3 separate regions of the Rattus norvegicus genome follow, and all the other regions are linked to region 1. The links are chromatin contacts, called in public Hi-C maps. All regions are on one chromosome and are shown on one strand. The core of a region is the stretch at or near the end of the contact, and the rest is flanking DNA. Distances in the headings are between cores, read along the strand shown. Region 1 holds the start of Zfp703 (zinc finger protein 703). Region 2 overlaps LOC120097505. Region 3 holds the start of LOC120097505.

The links. A called contact is a pair of places that touch in the nucleus more often than the background predicts.
Region 2: a Hi-C map of psoas muscle shows a contact between it and region 1, with 2.6 times the contacts expected there. The contact joins the enhancer-like site here to the promoter of Zfp703 in region 1. A contact is called at or near these places in 1 of 12 Hi-C or Micro-C datasets (psoas muscle) and 1 of 1 datasets of contacts at active chromatin or transcription factors (oligodendrocytes).
Region 3: a Hi-C map of psoas muscle shows a contact between it and region 1, with 2.6 times the contacts expected there. The contact joins the promoter of LOC120097505 here to the promoter of Zfp703 in region 1. A contact is called at or near these places in 3 of 12 Hi-C or Micro-C datasets (frontal cortex, mammary epithelial cells and psoas muscle).

Annotation. Positions count from the first base shown.
Region 1 is chr16:71,781,979-71,784,983 of GRCr8, reverse strand. It overlaps Zfp703 (zinc finger protein 703), which reads left to right and starts at 1,474. Exons shown (of 2, transcript NM_001109425.2): 1 at 1,474-1,748; 2 at 2,713-3,005. The coding sequence starts at 1,503.
Region 2 is chr16:71,980,647-71,983,651 of GRCr8, reverse strand. All of the region lies in intron 3 of LOC120097505, which reads right to left. Among named protein-coding and RNA genes, the nearest start is that of Rpl21l3, 160 kb to the right of the region's middle. Within about 2 kb of position 1,596, at least 4 of the 93 cell types and tissues checked have an H3K27ac peak or open chromatin away from gene starts, as enhancers often do.
Region 3 is chr16:71,932,513-71,935,517 of GRCr8, reverse strand. It overlaps LOC120097505, which reads right to left and starts at 1,408. Exons shown (of 6, transcript XM_063275894.1): 1 at 1-1,408. The coding sequence starts at 51.

The DNA of each region.
Region 1 (3,005 bases), core at 225-2,724:
CCACGCACTCAGAACCACATAGTCCTGGGCAACACAAACACAATACAAAGACAGAACTTGATGGTCAGAGTGACTGAGAAATCACAACTGGAAAGTGGTATTCAAAAGGAATGGCGACACCAGCGCGCCTCCACTGGCCACTGAGGGCATGCAAAAGTGGTCACTCCAGAGCTGGGACACAAAGCACCATTCTCAGCTTATTGAGACAAGAATCTAGAACTTTACGGTCAGGTCCATGACTATGTAAAAATTAAAAAAAAAAAATCTCTGACAAGTGTAAATACATACTTTTTCCGGAAGGCTTGGGGGAATCCGAGAGGGTACTGTTATTATCAATAAAAAAAAAAGTTTTATTTCGAAGTTTCCCTGGGGGAAAAACCAAGAGCAGTCTCTGGAGTTTGTATCACTCTGCAGTGCTGAGACACCCCCCCCTCCTCTAGGATACCGGCCTCTACTTTGATGCGACTCCTAACCACGTCGCCGCCGCCAAGCAGCAGCTCGTCACAGCAGGGTGAGGTAGCTTTACGACTTTAAACGGGACAAGAACCCTGAAACACACCTAAACACGATCAATAATTCAGGGCGCCCCCGGGGCGTCCCAGGAGCTTTGAGGCAGCGCTCCTTGCCAAGGGAGGCAACCTTCAACCACGCTTCACCTAGACCATCCCTCCTGGAAGGGAGTCTTTCAATTTGCAGTCTGACTGGACAAGCTCAAAGTAGTTGGAAGGGTCCAGGCAGCGCCCAGGGAATAGTGGATGCCCCCAAGGCTTCGGTGCTTCCAAGTGAACACATCCGGGAGAAGCCAATTAGGGGAAAGAGAACCGGCCGAAGCAGCTCGGAGAACCGGCCGAGCTCCCGAGGCGTAGTCCGCCCCCAGGCGGCCCCGGGGAGAGGCTTGGATCCTAGGACCGGAGCAGGCGCCGTGCGTTCCCACTCCGGTCTCCACCCTAGACACTAGTGGGAAGCAGCGGGCAACAGGAGAGCCAGCGCAGGAGAGGGCGCAGAGCCCGTGTCCAGAAGTCCCATCCCTTGTGTGACCCGTTGGCTAGGGCAGCTGGGCACAACCCGCAAAGGAAAGCGGATCCAGCGCGCGGCGAAGGCCGGGAGGCGGCGACGGGCTAGGGCGCTTTAAGACTCTCCCCGCCCACCGGCGGCGCCCGCCTCCGCCCTCCGCTCTCCCCGCCCCGGGGTCCGGGAGAGAGCTGCGATTGGGCGGGCGCGGCGATCCCTTTGAAGTGTGGCTGCAGATCGCGGCTATTTGACGTGCAGCTCGCGGAAGGCGAAGGTTTTTGTGTTGCTCGCCTGGGCTAGCGGCGGCGGCGGCGGCGGCGGCGGCGGCGGCGGCGGCGGCGGCGGCGGCGGTGGAGGAGGGGAGGCGGCACGGAGGCGCAGCGGCTGCTGCACGGCGTTCGACGCAGCGGAGCGAGCCCACCCGCCCCCGGAGCTCGCCTCCCGGAGCTTCCCCTCCCTCCCCGCCCCCCCAGTGGCGCTGCCTCCTCCAAATGAGCGATTCGCCCGCTGGATCTAACCCAAGGACACCCGAAAGCAGCGGCAGCGGCGGCAGCGGCGGCGGCGGGAAGAGGCCGGCGGTGCCGGCAGTGGTGTCCCTCCTGCCCCCGGCGGACCCCCTGCGCCAGGCGAACCGGCTCCCTATCAGGGTCCTGAAGATGCTGAGCGCTCACACCGGTCACCTCCTGCACCCGGAGTACCTGCAACCGCTGTCCTCCACTCCCGTCAGCCCCATTGAGGTCAGTCTCCCGGCGCTGCCCACCTAGAACTGAACCCACTCCTCCACCCATGCTGGGCCCTTGGCTCTGCTCCCTGCCCCCCCCGCCCCCAGTAGCTCAGTGGGACGAGAGGCCCGAAGCTGGCCACGCTGGCGGAGCTCCTGAGGAGGGACGGAAGGCAGGAATCAGACCCCTCCAGGTTCTCCCTAGACTCCTGGGTGGAAGGTTTTTGCCCACTCGCCCTTTGGAGCTGCATGTTTTCTATAGGGCTGGATTTGCTCTTGTGGTGCCCAGAGTCCTTTACTTTTTCTGTGGCCCCTTAGAGTCCTGTCCAAAGACTGCTTCTGGACCTCCCTCGCCTCCACCCCGATCTGTTCTCTTGGAAGCCAGAGGTGTCCCTCTGCATCTTCCGCGGCCTGGTGGGGCACAGTGCAGAAAACCAGGCACTCGCGATCCTGGGTCTTTCTTCACCCTACTTCTCAGGGTGTCCTCCCTGGGAGGGAGGGAGGGAGGGAGGGAGAGAGGGAATGAGAGAGGGAGGGGCTACTCACAGGGCCAACTGCGGCTCTGCCTTTAGAAGGCGCCTCTCCCTACTCTTACCCCGAGCGCCATCACCAGAAACCCGTCCCAAACGAAGTTCTCCCAAACTAAAGGCTTAAGTTTTTCCCTGGGCCAAAAAGATGGGAAAATTAGATTAAAAAGGGGGGAGAATCACCACCCCGATTACAGCGAAGTCATCTTTATCTGGGAGGGCCGTTGTTGAGTCGTTTCTCCTGCGCGCCAGCGCCCATGACACACTCAGGGACTAACCCACAAGGCTAGTGCCATTCTGCCCAGCTGCTCCGCCAGAGCCAGGCCCTCTTTGGGTGACCCTCTTCTCTAGGCCCCCGTCATTCCCCCGGTGCCTGACTCTGCCTCCCTGCGCACTTGGTGGGTCTCCTATTCTCACCGTCTTCTCATTCCCCCTTGCCACTGTCTCCCGCAGCTGGACGCCAAGAAGAGTCCTTTGGCTCTGCTAGCCCAGACCTGCTCGCAGATCGGCAAGCCCGACCCGCCGCCCTCGTCCAAGCTCAACTCCGTGGCGGCGGCGGCGGCCAACGGGCTGGGATCCGAGAAAGACCCGAGCCGCTCCGCCCCCGGCGCCGCCTCTGCGGCCGCGGCGCTCAAGCAGCTGGGGGACTCCCCGGCGGAGGACAAGTCCAGCTTCAAGCCCTACTCTAAGGGCTCCGGCGGCGGCGACTCCCGCAAAGACGGCGGCTCCTCGTCGGTGTCCTCCAC
Region 2 (3,005 bases), core at 347-2,846, 200 kb before region 1:
ATTAGAACAAGAGGAGCAGTCCTGTCCAGTTTTCTATCTTTCAAATGTGATGGCTCAGTGGCTAAGAATACTAGTAGCTCTTCCAGAGGACCCACATTCGACTCCCAGAACTCATGCTGCAGCTCACGACCCTCTGGAACTCCATTTGGAGAAGATCCAATGTCGCCTTCTGACCTCCATGGACGCCGGGCCTGCAAGTGGTGCACAGACACATAGGCAGACTCTCACATTAAAGAAAGTAAAAATAATTTACAAAAGCAGGCACCAGCAAGTAAGAAGTTAGAAGACATTATAATAGCACCAATATCAAAAATCACACACCCAAGTAAGAGTGTCTTCCCTTTGCATACTATTTTAGAAACAAGAAAGCAGGTTCAGAATGCCTCTTAGTGTTACCCAAGCACCCAGGTTATACACACACCCAGAACAAGACTGTTCAGTGTGCATGGTTAAGTCTGGATCACATTCATCCATTCTCGGCATATCTAGTGGTGATGAGGTTGTCTCTATCCCAGCCGTCCATGCTCCATCCCCATCTTCCACATGTGGATGGCTGTGTCACTATCACGTGCTAATCAGGATGCTTTACCCACCACACCGCATGAAGATTTACCATACACATGAAGACACTAAGGACTGTGACCACGAGATTAAAAACACAGCCGCTCTTCCCCAGCTGTGGCTCACATCCTGGAAGCATTCTGACTAGTTTACATAGTGGGTGTGCCTACCTCCCAAGAAAGCTTAGGAGAGTCTCTCCAAGAGTCCTGAAAATGCCTTAAAGGTAGGCTACCAGCGTAGCTCAAAGGTAGAGTACTGTCTAGGTTGTACAAAGTCCTGGGCTCAATCCCAGCACTATAAAAAACAAACAAAGAAAAAAACAAAAAAAAATGGCTTAAGAGAAGAACCGTGAGTAGAACCGATACATCTCTACTTTCCTGGGTAACTTCCCTTAGGATTTGTTTCAGTATCTATTATGGAAAGTAGCCCATATCTGATGGAAAACTCCATCATAACAGATATGGTTCTTATGCCGTGGGGACACAAGCATGAAGTTTCCCTGAATTAAATGGTGCTTCTAGAACATTTCCTCCCAGCAGAAGCATCTAGAACATTCCAAGGAGTGAGCTAAGAGATACCCATGCCCCTCCCATCACCAGCGTGGCTTTGAGATTTCCCCACTCTTGCCTAGGTCAGACCCATGTACCCTCTGCACATCTAGGAGTACAAGAAAGATGTCATTTGTAGGCCTGGCCCCATATAGTTCCATGAGTGCGGATAGCTTCCAAAGCCAGGGCCTCTGTCCCGCAGCCTGAGGAAGAAGCCAAGAGCAACCTGACAGCACCCTGGTAGAGAGCAAGTCCCTGTCAGCGGGGCCTGGGGCAGCCCAGCTAGGTTTGTCTCTCACTCCGACTCCTCATCTGCAGAGCATGTGGGTTCTCATGGCCTTATCTGCCAGATGGCTCCCAGAGGGGATGATTTATTAGGTGCAGAAAGCTCGCTGATAAATTTTACTGCAAGTCCCCGGCAGAAGACTGGGGGTAGCAAGAGCCCAGCACAGGCAGCTCTAATGGAAAGTGCCGTCACCAAAGAGCAAAGCATTATTTATGACTGTCTGTACTGCCGTTCGGGGGAAATTCATCATCGCCTCTCTGTTCCGTGCATGTGGGGACAGCGGCACTTGGAGGGGGGGAGGAGAGCAGGTGGGGAACAGAGCGTCACTGGGAATCTGCCAGTAGAGATCGAGGCCATATTTTCCCTGGGTGACCCAAGTCCCCTTGTCAAGCTCTGACCTACAAGTCCCCTCACTGCCCAGCTGCTCCCCCACAATCATCTCCACCCCCACCCTCTGCCATTAAAACAGAGCAGGGAGACAAATGGGGACTCCAACCTCTCTCTCTCTCTCTCTCTCTCTCTCTCTCTCTCTCTCTCTCTCTCTCTCTGTAGATTCTTGAACATCTGCCCAAGTAAGAATGCCCCTGTGTGGAAGCAGAGGGTCAGATCAAATGACCATTCTGGTCCTCCATAGCTTAGGGCAGGAAAGGGGGCATTTGACTCAACTACTGCCGAAAAGAATGGAGCTGTGGAGCAGGACAGTGACCCTACCCGTGTCACTGCAGTCAGAAGCCTGCAGCTCTAGAGGCTGGAGTCCCTGGTGGGCCTTAAACTGCTTTCTCTCCAAATGCCCAGCCCAGAGTGACGCCTACGACAGAACTCTGCCCCCATAGCCCACTGTATTGCAGCCTAGACTAGATAGAGACATCGGGAGCGGGGAACCTCTCCTAGCCTTTTAGCTGGTCCCCTTCCTGCCATGGGAACGGGTGAGATCCCAAGCCTTGTCCTTTCTTTGTGTGGATACGGAGCAGTTAAGAGAGCCTTGCCTTTGAACTACTCACATGTAGTTCAGTCTGTCTCCGCCATCTAAATAAGTGCTCCTTGAAGACATGCTGTGTGTCCCGTTCCCTCTCTTGCTCATCCCTAGTAAAGCTCCTGACACCATAGCATTGATGAATGCTTGATACTAAAGTGACGCCAGTAGACCCAGATAGACTGGGGTGACATCCCCCATGTGTTTTCAGGTGTCGGTCACCACGCTGGTATTCAAAGAATTGCAGAGGGCCTTGTCTCCACCCATGTATCACCTACCATGGCATAGAACCACACAAAGACTCAGGAGGGCTGGTCCCCAGTAGGCAGCAGTCACAAACACTCTTTGAGGACGTAACATGGTCCCAGGTAGACTCCACTGTTCACACGACGATTCCAGTCTGTCACTCTGTTCACGTCTGTACAGATTGGTACTCTAGAAAGGGCAAGGACAAGGAAACCTGTTCCTCATAAGAAGGCATCTATGGGAACATCACAGTGAGATCTGAGTTCGAGAACAATGATCCTCTATGGGTGGGTTCTGTTATTGTCCACACAGTGAAAATCGGAAAAGGTTTCTGTCAACTCGCTCACAGGCCTTGAGTTGAACCGTCTCTCTCATCCGGGAAATGAAGAAA
Region 3 (3,005 bases), core at 159-2,658, 150 kb before region 1:
CACACATATACACACATACACACACACATACACACATACATACACATACATGTATACACACACATTTATATACAGAGAGAGAGAGAGAGAGGCCTGATTTTCTCTCCCATAGTAGTCTTTTTGCCTTCCCGCCTGAGGTGACTGTCACATTTGCCATTGATATGCCCCTGAACTTCCCAGCTTCAGCGCTGACAGACAAACGGCCTTCTATTTTATAAAGCTATCCAGCACCAGGCATTCTGTTAAAGTAGCAAGAAAAAAAAAATCCTGTTTTACTGTTGAAGACCTGGGACTTAAACTGGGTTTATTCATTCTCTCCCCCAACCCCTGCAAAAAATTATAATAATTGTACAAAGAATGCACGGGGACACCAGTGTCTAGCTGCACGTGTCTTCTTCCTTCCGACTAGTTCACTAAGCTGTGCCCCCATTGTTCTCTGCTCTCTTCCCTGGTCCTCACCTGCCTCACACCCACTTATATCATCTAATCCATCCTGAAAGACCTGAAGTACCCTTCGCCCGCCTAAATCCAGACTGAGTCTTAGTCCCCTGCACACCTTCCTCTCTTCTGGATCCCGAGGGTCCCTGTGGCCTCTGTAGTCATACCCATCTGATTTCATCCTGCTCGCCTGTGGCAGCTCCTCCCTCACTATTTCCCGACAGTGAGGTGCAGGGTGACGGCTGAGGCCAGGGCCCAGCCTTGCTGCTGAGGTAGTTGATGGCCTTGGGCGAGTTACTCAAGCTCTTTAAGTCTGTTTCCTTAGCCTGTCAGTTGGAAATAAAAGGGTTATTGTGGAGATCGGATGAGAGCATGCCTGGCACATGAAAGGCACTCTATGAACATGCCCATCAATATAATGACAGCTGTTGTCAGCAGCAACCCTGTGAAGGGAGCCGCGTGTTCAAAGCCTTGGCCACGGCAGATCCTTAAGGGCTGTTGTTCCACTCAGTTCCTGATGATCTCAATGACGGTAGACAGCCTTTCAGTGCCGTGTACTCATAGTCCTTAAAGAATTACATTTATTTGATGGCATTTAAAACAAATGGGTGGGGTGAGAGGATTCCAACATGCTTCAGACAGGGCATCTCGAAGACCAAGACAGGGACTCAGAGGCCAGTCACAACCCAAGCAAGTCGTCCTCAGCCTCCCCAAAGGAAGGGAGCCTGGCTGCTCACCCCTTTTTGGCTTCATGGTCTCTACCCTACGGACAGTTCCCTCTCTTGGCAGTCAGGGGAACCTTCTCAAAGTACCAGTCCATTCTCCTACTAGCGTCAGCCAAGGAAGCTCCAGGAGAGACAGTGTGGAGAGAGAAAGAGAAGCACGTGGGGCCCATCACTGAAAGTCTATTCTAGGATGCACGTGGCTCCTCTGTAGAACACTTGCCTAGGATGAGCAAGGCCCTGGATAGGATCCCCAGAATTGCAAATCATATTAATAGACATTAGTAAGAATAGGAAATTAAATGGATACATTTCTTTCTGGTGCCAAGTCTCCTCCCACAGTCCCACCAAGCCCCTCCCATCTTGTATGTGGTCACCTGGAAGCTAATATGTGGAAGCCCTTGGCAGCTCAGAGCATCTCCCCAGCCACAACACCTCTGGCTGTCTCTCTATGCCTATCACCCATCCAACCCAGCTCCTTTCAGCCATCGTGGGGACAACTGGAAATGAGGCAATAAGGAAGCCCGAGAGCTCACCAAGAGCTTGCTTCAAAGGGAAGAAGAGCCTTCAGCATCCCTCCTCTGAAAAACAAAAACAAAAACCATAGGAGGTTTGAAAAGAAGGAACGATGAAGACCTTTTACAGAGAGAAGGGCCAGTATTCTGCTAACTGTTATCAAAGGCCTGTATCCCATTCTTGCTTCCGTTTGCTTCATAAATCTATACTTCGACAAAGTGAAAGAAGAGATGTCTTCAAGGGCCAAGCATGAAGATAGAAACCCAACAAGGGGTCCACATCAGAGGCCTCTGGAGGCGAAGGGCCAGACAGGCACCAGGGAAGCCGCAAGAAACATTTGCGGACCTGTGCCAAGCACAGCCAGAAGCTTCCCGACTCTACATTGACCTGGAAGCCATTTTTGCAGTTGGCAGGGTCATCTGGCCCTTGGAAACAAGTACCAAGCTTAGATGGGACTAAGTAATGCTTTCCTGTACCTGGAAGGTAGGATAAGAAAGCCAGAAAGTGAGCAAAACTATCTCTCAGGGCCACTGGAGCAAGGGAGAGCACACTTGGAGAGGAGGCCTGGGGCCATCTGTCCCCAAGTAGAACAGTGACTAGAAGAAGCCTCCCTTTGCCCCCAGTACCCTCAGAAGAGGGTTGGGACGTTCAGACAGAACAATTCAAGATGCTGATGAATCCACCTCCATCCAGGTGTAGCCTCCATGGGACAGTGGGGCCATTTGTTGGGCTCTGTGAATTACTTATTAAGTCTAGATCCTGGTGAATGACTCTTGGTTTCCTTTGTATTAGGGATTCAAGCCCCCCACACACACACCCCCAGACACACACACAGGCACCATAGGAGACGGGAGGAGTCAAACCCCTGAAATGAAGTCTATCTGGGGCTCTCAAATGGCACAGTCTGTGCTTGGGGAAATGTCACTGCTTGGCTGGGAACATGGAGCACTGGCAGGCAGGGAGAGGCAGAGAACGGAACCGAATTTAGGAGTGACTGGAAGGTCGACAAGAAAGAAAAGCCAACGCACAGCATATATACATAGAAACAAGCAGCACTTCTGAGCCTGGCTGCAGCTCTTGCAGAGCACCGACAGTGCCTCCGGGCTTGAAGTTCTTGCAGTTCCACATGGTCTGTACTAGATGAGACCCACACCAGGCTTGTTCCTGGGCGTCCACCTTTGTCTCTGTTTATTCCCACGCTTAGACCACAGCTCGGCCGCCTCCACGGACAATATCACTATCATACAGCACATGCACATAAGTGTGTGGACAATATCACTATCATACAGCACATGCACATAAGTGTGTGGACAATATCACTATCATACA